3 separate regions of the Sus scrofa genome follow, and all the other regions are linked to region 1. Evidence: chromatin contacts called from public Hi-C and promoter capture Hi-C data. All regions are on one chromosome and are shown on one strand. Each heading gives the region's core, a stretch centred on a gene start, on an enhancer-like site or on the middle of the called end of the contact. The rest is flanking DNA. Distances are from core to core; before and after follow the strand shown.

Region 1 (3,541 bases), core at 208-2,707:
GCGTGTGCAAGGAGAGGACGGGTTACCAACCGTTTCTCCTTTCCCAACCCCTGCACATTACAAAGATCTTCCCCACACCCTTTTCTGACTTTATTTTTTGATCTATGAGGTTGCAACAAACTAGGTGTTTTTAGAATAAAGGAGAATGGAAAAAAGGAAGAAAATAGCCTCTTCTGTTCCTAAAGGACCTTAGTAGTCTCTCTGTCACACATTAAGTAATTGCTTACTGCCAACTTTCATTACATGCTGTTCTCTATTGGCTCAATACACTAAATCCCATGCCCTAACTAGATTATAAACCTTTCAAGGACTCTGTCATAGTTTTTTTGTGTCCAAAATAGTGCCTAGAATGAGTGCTACGAAGAAAATGGATACTAATGAGGTCCACCATACTTCTAATGAATAGACGAAGCTCCAGTACCTAACACAGACCCAGAAAATCCACACTCTGCCACTTAATCATTCATAACCAGGGACTTACCGTGCATAATCCTGGGGGGAGATCAGAAACTTCTCTTTCATCTGGAACTCAGCCTTGTTCTCCCACCAGAATTTGTTGGTTGCTTTCTTGTGCTCTGGGCTGAGGTTGGAGAGGATAAGTAATCTCAATGAGAGATTAAAGAATATTACTCAGATATATAGGCATTAAATAAATAATGCAAATTGACGTCTGGGTTTCTGCCTCTGGGCAAGGCTGAGAGATGTATGCTGTTAGTAGTCTCTTCCAGCATCTCCAGTCTCCTCCCAATAAAAATGGAAGAATCTGAGAGGAAGTGATGGGCAGCAACCTTGTCTGAGGCAGCTGCTCAGCTGGCTTTCGAGCTAGACCTCCAACACCACTGGGACCATGGCAGCCATAAACTTGCTACCCTTGATGCCTATAAGAGGATTCAATTATCTACCCTGATCAAATCACAAAAGCGTTCTTCCTCTCACCCACCCCAAACCCTCCCTTCCACAAGTGTGCTCGATTTTGTTATGCGGCTCCTGACACGGCGCTCACCTGGCCAGATGCTCCAGGAGCCCCCCGTGCAGCACGGTCAGGTTTCCGTGGCTCAGGTGTTTCCGCACCTCACAACTGCAGCACAGGCACCAGCAGCTGCGCTCGTGCTCGGGCACGTAACGCTCCACCTGAGCGGCGCGGATCGCCTTGCGGGCAGCCTCTACCTGTGGCAGAAAGGGGGAGAGGCTAAGTGGAACCCCGGCGGGACTTTCAGATCCCAAGCCCTCCGGCCCTCCCTGCTCGCTCGCATCCCCGCCCCCGGGCTTCCATGGTCCCCTCCGGCCTCCTGTCCGCACCTGCGGCAAGAGCCGCTCCAAAGCCACCTTCAGCTGCCGCTGGTGCTTGCGGCTGTAGACGTGCCCGCGACCGCAGAAGAAAGTCTGGCGGCAAAGAGGGCAGCGCTGCGCCGGCGCCATCGGCGCGGGACTCGGGATCCGCGATGCGGAGCTGCTCCTTTGCCGTCCGGTGACCTCTGACCTCTAGGGGGCGGGGCGAACCCATCTGCCCCCAGTGGAGGGCAGGCGCCACTGCAAGCCCTTCTGCGGCTGCGCGGGTTTTCTCCTGGCTGCCTCACGGCGCGCAAACCCAGCCAGTCGTCTAGTCACCTAGTGCTGTGTGTTCGGATGAGGTGGTCGATTTCGCTTGTGCAGATGCGGGGAAAGAGCGCGCAGGTTGGGACACAGACAAGGACCAATACAGACAATGTAACAATCATAACTAGTGTTTAATAGGGTGCTCAGTGTGTGTCCAAAGCTTTTGTTAACTACCTCACGTAGGAGGACCCTTCGTGGCTCAGCGGGTAATGAACCTGACTAGGATCCATGAGGACGCGGGTTCCATCCCTGGCCTTGCTCAACGGGTTAAGGATCCGGTTGGCGTGAGGTGTGATGTAGGTGGCAGACACGGCTCGGATCCTGTAGGCTAACAGCTACAGCTCTGATTGGACCCCCTAGCCTGGGAACTTCCATATGCTAAAGCAAAAAAATTGCAAACCCCCCCAAAAAACTACCTCATGTAATCCTCAGAATAACCCAATGGGATGACTATCCTTACTGGCATTTTGCAAGCAGGAAACTGAGGCGTGAAGGAGGAAGTAATTCTATGGAAGGTTGCACAGGTGTAAAGTGGCAGAGGCAGTACCAGCTGGCTGTTGGGAACACAAACTGAAGGCCTAATCTGAGACCTAATCACACTCATACCACCATGGGGTGTTCTGAGCATTGCTCCTGTAAAGATGTAATGGCAAAGCCAAAAAGGTTGCAGAATCATTGCTAAGAGAAGACATTTTTAATCTGTAAACATGCTCGGAGTTTCCTTATAGCACAGCAAGTTAAGGACCCAGAGTTCTGGTCTCTACTGTGGTGCAGCTTCAATCCTTGACCTGGGAACTTCCGCCTGCCCAGGGTGCAGTAAAAGGAACCCAAAAAACAAAAAACGGTAAACCTGCTAATCTAGAGGAATTTTACTAATTCTTCATAAGCCACTTCTCCCAGAGTCAACTGCCTTCCTATCTCCTTTCAGACCTAAGGTAAATTGCTCCTTCACAGGGCTAAAATCCCCAGACTATCATCTCTACCCTAGAGCTCCCTCCAAAAAAAAGACTGGGTCCTAGCCCAGACCTTACTTGAAAGATGAGCAAATAAAGCTGGTATGGTGTCCCTAGCTTTCCTTAGATTTGTTAACGGTGGAGTTCTCTGGTGGCTCAGTGGATTAAGGATCTAGTGTTGTCACTGCTGTGGCTGGAGTCACTGCTGTGGTGCAGGTTCAATCTCTGGCCTAGGATCTTATGCCTTTTTTTTGGCTGCCAAAAAAAAAAAAAAGATTTGTTGCTGGTGCTGGTGCATTAACCTGGATGGGTTACAATGTCTGTGGGTGTATACAGTCAACTACATAATTCAGACCCAGAAAGTAGTCAGACTCCCCTTCAGGTCTTGACTTCCTGTTGAAGCTTCCCTTTACACTCAGGCCTCTACCATATGTGATCCATTTTCCGTTTTTGTTTGTTTGTTTGGTTGGTTGGTTGGTTTTTTTTGTTTTTTGTTTTTTTTTTAGGGCTGTACCAGTGGCATATGGAGGTTCCCAGGCTAGGGGTTGATTTGGAACTGCAGCTGCTGGCCTACACCACAGCCACAGCAACTTGGGAGCTAAGCCACATCTGTGACCTACACTGCAGGTCACAGCAACACTGGATCACCAACCCACTGAGCAAGGCCAGGGATCAAACCTGCGTCCTCATGGATACTCAGACTCTGGTCTTAAAGTCTCTAAAGTGACTTTCCTGATTAATTTAATGTCTCTAAACAGCCTTCAGGAAATATCTAAATTTTGCAGCATGATTTTTTAACACTAGGTTTCCTAACCTCCTTTTCAGTCTTGTCTCCCACTTGTTCCCCCTTCCCCCTCCCTCCTCCACACTCTCCTCCAGGCAATAGTCCTGCAGTCCTTTTGCTCCTGTGTACTTTAGCATCTCTAGCCTTTGGTTCCCTCTGCCTGATAAATTCTTTCTATTATATAGGGCTCTGAAAGATGAACTAGAAT
Region 2 (3,323 bases), core at 364-2,863, 290 kb before region 1:
GCCAGGGCCAACAGCATCCTTCAGCCATCCCCACTCCTGCCCCTGCAGGCAAACCACCGCATCAGCATCCATTCCACTCTGGGCCCTGGGCCAGTCCATACATTCACTCTGGGGGAGAGGGAAGAACCCTCCTCTTCTCAATCCCCCGACCGCCCCCCACCCCAGGCTCCAGCCTCTGGCCTGGCTGGCTTGCCATGGCCTCTGGCCACTAACGGAGACGGAGGAGGGGGTCAGCAAAGGTTCCGCTAAGGTTCCGAAAGAAAGGGCTGATGTGGTTCGAGTGTCATCTCTTTGTCATCAAAACACTATCCCAGAGCATCCTCTCAAGTCACCTGCCCATCTCTGGCATTTGCTGCCTCATTCTGCTCCTCCCCCAACCAGCAGCAGGCTGCCCTGCCAGCCAGTTGGACTCTACCCCAGGCTCCCTTTGGACCCTCCTTGTTGAAGGAGTCCCAGCAGATGTGGACCCCTTTCCCAGGGATAGGGGACTGGGCGGGGGGGGGGGGTCTCTGATGCAAGGGTCCACTCTCACTTTTAGTTCAAGAGGCCAGAAGACCCAAGGTTTGGGACGAAGGGGGCTACCGGGTTCCCCTCACCTGGCTGTGTGGCAGATCTCACTCAGGCCGGGCAGCCTGAGGTTCCTGCTGATTCCTGCTCCAAACCCTTCCTGGCAGCAGCTGAGCCGCAGCAACAGGGGGCTTGAGAGGCCTGGTGGAAGGGGCAGAGTCCCGCTGCAGGGGTCCTTTCAACCCTCCCGCACAGCAAAAGACAATGGGGGTCAAGCTGGAGACCTCACACCCATGTACTCTCTTCCCTCCCCTCTTCCTCACTCAGGCGAGGCGAGAGTGAGTGGGACTAGGCTCGATGAGTGCAGAGGGCAGAAGCAGACGTCTCAAGACGGAGGCCGGGGCCTGGACAAGTGGGACAACCCTGGGCCTGGGAATCCGGCCCCTCCTTCCTTCCTCTAGGTAAAGACGGACTTACAAGAGCTGGGAATGAAGGGACAGCCCTTAGAGCGCCATCTCCACGCCCCAGTAAAGGCACCTCTGGGTCTGTGGACCTGGGCCTACGGTTCTTCCCTCAAAGCTGCCAGGACTGCAATGCCAGGCCGGCGGCAGCCGCCGTGGTGCAATCGTTCTCTGTGGCAGGGGTCCGGAGAGGCGGAGGAGGAGGCAGGGAGAGGAATGGAATGGGAGGGAGGCCCCCATCCGGACGCCAAGGACCAGGTCAGTGGCTTCTCCGCCAGGAGGTCCCCCAGGGCTACACGGATGGGCGGGGGCTGAGCCGGGGTGAGCGCGGCGGGATCTGAAGCGGTGGGACTTCGAGCATCCGTGCCAGCTTCCCCACGTTGCCGTCTCGGCTGGGCAGTCCGGCCGGGAGACACCTGTCGCCGCCCCCTCTCGGTTCCCCAGCTGGGAGCTGGGAGGCGGGCTCCGGCCTCCCCTCGCGCCGCGCGGTCCCGCAGCAAAGCTCCGGGCATCTCGGCGCCGGGCCCGCCCCCTAGGGCTGCGGCGAGCTGGGCGGGGGGGCGCGGGGGGCTGCGCGGGGCGTGGCAGGCCGGCCCCGGCGCTCCGGGCCCCCTCCCCCGCCCCCCTGACGTCAGCCCCGGCAGCCGCGAGCTCCCTCACTTGGCTCTCGCCCTCCGGCCGGGAAGCATGGGGACGTCCGGGCTCATCTGTGCCTTCCTGCTAGCCTCCTGCTGCTGCTGTCGCCGCGTTGCGGGTGAGTGAACTAGCTGGGGGGCCCGCGCCCCGAACGGCCTGGCCCGGGAATCTTCGGCGGAGCGTGCCCGGGAGCAGAGCCGGCATCGAGACGGGGACCCGGGCTTTGCACTGCGGCGTGCGCTCCTCCTCCCCAAGTCTCGGGCACCGAGCGCCTTGCGCGCGTGCAACTCTTCTTTGCAACCAGTTTGCAGCTCTATTCCAGACCGTCCTGGGAGCCTAATTGGAAAGGCGGGGGGCTGCTTCTTGGAGCGGGAAGGGGTGGGCCGAGTCTCTTGGGTTCTGTGGAGAGCTTTTCCTCAGGTGCTTTTTCTGGGGGCCCGCGTTTAGAGCTTTGGCGGGAGACGCAGCTACAGTGCATCCCCCAAACCTGAATTCCGCGCTCGCCTGTTGCTGGAAAAGGCAGCTCTCTTAGCTGGAGGGGATGCGCCGACCCCTCCTTCTCCCGCCTGGGCTTTGAGCCAGGCTGGAGGTGAGCGAGAGGGGGAGGAACGGCGGCTCCCGCCCCAGCAGGGCGTTGGCAGAGGCTGGAGGGCGGTGTGGGTCGCCTCGCGCCTACCCGGGTGACGGGATCACAGGTGGCAGGGACGAAGGATCGAGGATTCCCAGAGCGGAAGTGCCCAGACTTGTTACACTTCCCGGAATGGGACCACATTCAAGTGGAAAATGCACCCTTGCACCTCGGAGTTTTTCTCTGGAACTGCCCAGGAGCCCGGCGCTCCCAGGTTCATGGTGCCCTTGTATGGCCCGCAGCGGTGTCGCGTTTCTCTTGGCTCCCTTTCCCCGGTCCCAGCCTCTCTTTGGCTGGGGAAGGGGAGGTCTGGGAACTAGGGTGGCCTCATGCCGGTGCTGACAGCCCCTGGGGTACCCTCGGCTGCTGCCTCCCAAGCCCTTCTGGGGAAAGGGCTAAATCGGGCTCCACAGCTGCAGAAGGTCCAGCCCCACCCAGCCCTGCCCTTCTAGCTCTGGGGAAAAGGAACTAGGGATCTCAAGCTTCTGCTCTGGTTGTAGACCACTCCATCTGCTCTGCTTGTCAGCCCAGGGCAGCCACCCAGGCACCCGAGTCCGGCCAGATGGTATGGAGTGACATCACCTCCTCGCGGGGCGGGCAGCACGCTGGCACCACTGACGTCACTCCTGCTCACTGCCTGGTCCTTGCCCTGACCCCTGCCCTTACCTCAGGGAGAGATTCTAGCCCCTCCATGACTCTGACCCCTCCACACGCACGAGGCTCCCGAGATGGGGTCCCTTGAGTGTGTGGGATGTTCACAGCGGTGCTGCTGAGGGAGTATGAGATAAGGGTCTCCTGGCCAGGGTTGGCCCATTGGCTTTTATGGGGATTTAGGGAGGAGGCAAAGGGGAGAGTGATGTCTTCTCCGGGTGTGGGACATAAAGGGCCTGTGTGCCCAGGCCTGGCACATGCCTTGCATTCCCACAGTCTGAGCTCACCCAGAGAGGAGGGGGCCTGGAAGGAAAGTGGCCTTCCTCTTGGCCCAGGCCTGGGTCACCCCCTGCCAGCCCCATCTGGGAGGTTCCTGGTGCTCGGGACCACCCCCAAGTCCAATGACCATCCCCAACTCCCTTGAACCAGGAGAAGGCTGA
Region 3 (3,496 bases), core at 849-3,348, 320 kb before region 1:
TTTGCTTCCGGCAGGTTCTGTGGAGCAGAACCGCCACCCCAGCGCCTCATCTCCTCGTACCACCAGCTGGCTGTCCTTTTTAGGACAGATCATGGCATCAGCGGTGGGGGCTTCTCGGCCACCTACCAGGCCCTCAATGCCACAGAGAGTAGGTGGCCATGGGCGAGTGGGTGTGGGCAGGAGAGGCGCCTCCAGAAGACTAGAGAAGGGCTCTGGACCCTGGTTGGGGCACTGTGAAGGCAGCAGGAGTACAGGCATGTTCTGGGGCACTGCCACGCCCCCTGTGCCTGCAGAGCCCTGTGGACCTGGAGAGCTCTCCTGCCGGGATGCAGGGTGTAAGAGTCTGCAGTGGATGTGTGGTTTATGGAGAGACTGTGCAGAGAGCAGTGGTGACAACTGCAGCAGCCCCTTGTTCCCACCCCCAGGTGAGGAGCTTCCCCCAGGGCACCGCAGCCAGGGACTGCAGGCCTGAACAGGCTGCATGCCCATGTATAGAAACCCCCTGGCACACTTCATAGCAGCCACCCCTCTCCTCCCTGACGGGGGCAGGGGACCCACTATCCTGACTCCGGACCCCTTCACCAAGTCCTGGATTCTCCCCCAATGGGGGCAAAGGCATTTAGGGTCACCCCTAAAGGAAATGGGAATCTGGGAGTTGACAGCTTCAAGAACCAGTCCAGCCTTGTCAAACCAGCCCTCTCCAGGGCCCACCTCAAAGATGTGGGTGAGAGGAGGGGCACTCCTTCCAGAGGCCCAGCAGTCCTGCTGATGTTGAGGCCCCATGCTCCCTGATGCGCAGGGCTGGCGAATAATGCCCATTCTCGAGAAGAGGAATCCTCAACATGTATAAAGCATCTCTCCCTGTTATCTCTGATCCTCACGACAACCCCCATCTGACCCATACAGAGCAATTAGGTGACTTGTGAGTGTTCCCCAGAGTGACCCTCCCCTCCCATCCTTGCAGAGCTGGCCTGTGAGCCTGTCCAGGTGGAGATGTGCATCGGTCTGAGCTACAACACCACGGCCTTCCCTAACATCTGGGTGGGCATGGCCACCCAGGAGGAGGTGGTGGAGCTCCTCAGAGGTTACAAGGTGCTCTGCGCAGAGATAATGAGGGACCCCCAGAAAGGGGAGGGAACCTGGGGAGCAGGATGCCTGAGGGCTGATCTCCTTCTTCCACAGAGCCTGACAAGTCTGCCCTGCTACCAGAATTTCCGGAGGCTCCTTTGCGGGCTGCTTGTGCCCCACTGCACCCCGCTAGGCAGTGTCCTTCCCCCTTGCCGCTCTGTCTGCCAGGAGGCAGAGCGCCAGTGCCAGTCTGGCCTGGCACTCCTGGGCACCCCCTGGCCCTTCAACTGCAACAGGCTGCCCGAGGCAGCTGGCCTGGAGTCTTGTGCCCAGCCCTGACCTTGAAGCCGGCCCCTGCCCTCTGCTGCCCATCCTCCTTTGCCTATCAGGGCAGGCAAGCAGAGAAGCAAAGGAAGGGGGCCAGCATGGGACTCTGCCCATCTCCTCTGGGTCTCCCCAGGGAGGGGAAGAGAAGTCCTTGGGGCTAATGGGACCCTCCCACCTTCCCAGATCCCTCCCCATCCCTTTACTTGCTCCAGCTGCTGCAAACAGCTGGCCTGACTCCACCACCTATACCACCAACAATCTGGACCACTTCCCACCCAAGCCTCTGACCCCAATTTGCTACCTGCTTTTTCAGGCTCTCCGCCACTCACCTTCTGACATTTTCATTTACTCAACAAAAATGTACTGAGTGCTTAGTTACATGGCAAGCCCTGTTCTGAGCACTGGGAAGCTGCTTTGTCTACTGCTGCTGGAACCTTCCACCCTCAGGTCTCATCTTACCTTTCTCCTGGTCTAGAGTGTTGCCCTTGGTCTCTGTCACAGCACCATCTCTCCTGCCTGCTCCTTGGAGTTGTAGGCGCCCTGAGCATCTGTCTCTCGCGGTTCTGCCTCTCTGTGCCTGGCTCAAATCTCTCTCTCTCTCTCTTTTCTCTCCCAAACTTTGGCCGGCCGCCGGGCGACACCACGAGTTATTTCCCTGCTATTTCCCAGCCCGGGTTCTTGGCCCCTGAACAACTGGTTTCCTCTTGGAGTCTGGGAGGAGCAGAGCAGCCGGCAAGGAACGACCCAGGGCCAGGGAGGCGCCGAGGGCAGGGGCTAGAGAGAAGTGCAGGGCAGGCAGCAGGGCTCAGCTGGAGGGTCCGGAGTAGCGCGCCCCAAAGGAGGCCAGAGAGAGCGCGAGCTTCCCCCGAGCCAGGATGGAGGGGTGAGTGGGGGGGGCGGGGAAACGGAGTTGGGGGAGGGGACTGTGGGAAAGCCTGGGCGCCGGCCCGTGGGGGAGGGGGAGGGAGGGTCGGCCTCTCCCTTCCCCGCTGCGCGGTGCTCCCGGGGGTTCTCGGATCTAGGGGCGCCGGGTTCTTCATCCTCCCGCGGCCGCTCAGCCTCTCTCAGGCGCATGGCAGTGGGGTGGGTCCCACGCCGACCACGCCGAGGCCGGGAGCGAGGCTTGTCGCGGGATTCTGGGTCCCGACTCCTGTCCTGCCCGGCCCACAGACGACCAGAGGCCCCCGGCGTCTGGGCTCCGCGTGCCGGCGCCATGAGGCCGCTCCTCGCCCTGCTGCTCCTGGGTCTCGCGGCCGGCTCGCCCCCACTGGACGACAACAAGATCCCCAGCCTGTGCCCAGGGCACCCCGGCCTTCCTGGCACGCCGGGCCACCACGGCAGCCAGGGCCTGCCCGGCCGCGACGGCCGCGATGGCCGCGACGGCGCGCCCGGGGCTCCGGGAGAGAAAGGCGAGGGCGGGAGGCCGGGTAAGAGGCGCCTCCGCTGCGATCCGTGGGGACGTCGGAGCTAGCCCGGCCCGATTCCGCTCTCCGGGCCCGGGGCTCGATCTTCCCACCAAGGGGGCGCCGCTCCTGTCCCACACCCCACCCCCACTCCCGACTCCGGCGGCTCCCAGAGCCGGGAGAGGAGAGGGTGACTCAGCGGCGGGAGCCACAACCCCTGGGATCCTCAGATCTGCCCCAAGCCCTGTAGGAAGAGGGGAGGGAGCCCTGGGGCGCAAGGCGGCCCCGGCCGGGCAGTGGTGGCTGGGAGGCTGAGGGTGGATGAGGGAGGAGCAGCGGGCACACCCTAACCGCTCCGCTTCTCCCCCACGCCCCGCAGGCCTCCCGGGGCCGCGTGGGGAGCCCGGGCCGCGAGGAGAGGCGGGCCCGGTGGGGGCGATGGGGCCTGCGGGCGAGTGCTCAGTGCCTCCGCGCTCCGCCTTCAGCGCCAAGCGCTCCGAGAGCCGAGTGCCACCGCCATCGGACGCGCCCCTACCCTTCGACCGCGTGCTGGTGAACGAGCAGGGACATTACGACGCCGTCACGGGCAAGTTCACCTGCCAGGTGCCCGGGGTCTACTACTTCGCCGTCCACGCCACCGTCTACAGGGCTAGCCTGCAGTTCGATCTGGTCAAGAATGGCGAGTCCATCGCCTCTTT

What was found. Promoter capture Hi-C pulls out the DNA fragments that hold promoters and counts their contacts. Hi-C and Micro-C count contacts between places; a contact is called where the count stands out from the background.
Region 2: a contact with region 1 is called in a Hi-C map of liver, with 4 times the contacts expected there. The contact joins the promoter of MCAM here to the promoter of CCDC84 in region 1. A contact is called at or near these places in 1 of 5 promoter capture datasets (fetal liver), 3 of 47 Hi-C or Micro-C datasets (heart right ventricle, liver and mesenteric adipose tissue) and 2 of 2 datasets of contacts at active chromatin or transcription factors (alveolar macrophages and skeletal muscle).
Region 3: a promoter capture Hi-C map of fetal liver shows a contact between it and region 1, with 3 times the contacts expected there. The contact joins the promoter of C1QTNF5 here to the promoter of CCDC84 in region 1. A contact is called at or near these places in 1 of 5 promoter capture datasets (fetal liver), 2 of 47 Hi-C or Micro-C datasets (heart right ventricle and mesenteric adipose tissue) and 2 of 2 datasets of contacts at active chromatin or transcription factors (alveolar macrophages and skeletal muscle).

What each region holds. Positions count from the first base shown.
Region 1 is chr9:46,228,326-46,231,866 of Sscrofa11.1, reverse strand. It overlaps CCDC84 (coiled-coil domain containing 84), which reads right to left and starts at 1,457. Exons shown (of 11, transcript NM_001244396.1): 1 at 1,300-1,457; 2 at 1,004-1,167; 3 at 482-580. The coding sequence starts at 1,419.
Region 2 is chr9:46,520,381-46,523,703 of Sscrofa11.1, reverse strand. MCAM (cell surface glycoprotein MUC18) reads left to right here and starts at 1,613. Exons shown (of 16, transcript XM_005667431.3): 1 at 1,613-1,722. The coding sequence starts at 1,656.
Region 3 is chr9:46,548,748-46,552,243 of Sscrofa11.1, reverse strand. C1QTNF5 (complement C1q tumor necrosis factor-related protein 5) reads left to right here and starts at 2,098. Exons shown (of 3, transcript XM_003129940.3): 1 at 2,098-2,278; 2 at 2,566-2,822; 3 at 3,178-3,496. The coding sequence starts at 2,271. MFRP (membrane frizzled-related protein) reads left to right here. Exons shown (of 12, transcript XM_013979475.2): 9 at 15-148; 10 at 294-425; 11 at 965-1,092; 12 at 1,183-1,861. The coding sequence ends at 1,407. LOC110255443 (a long non-coding RNA gene) reads right to left here and starts at 1,963. Exons shown (of 3, transcript XR_002335677.1): 1 at 1,855-1,963.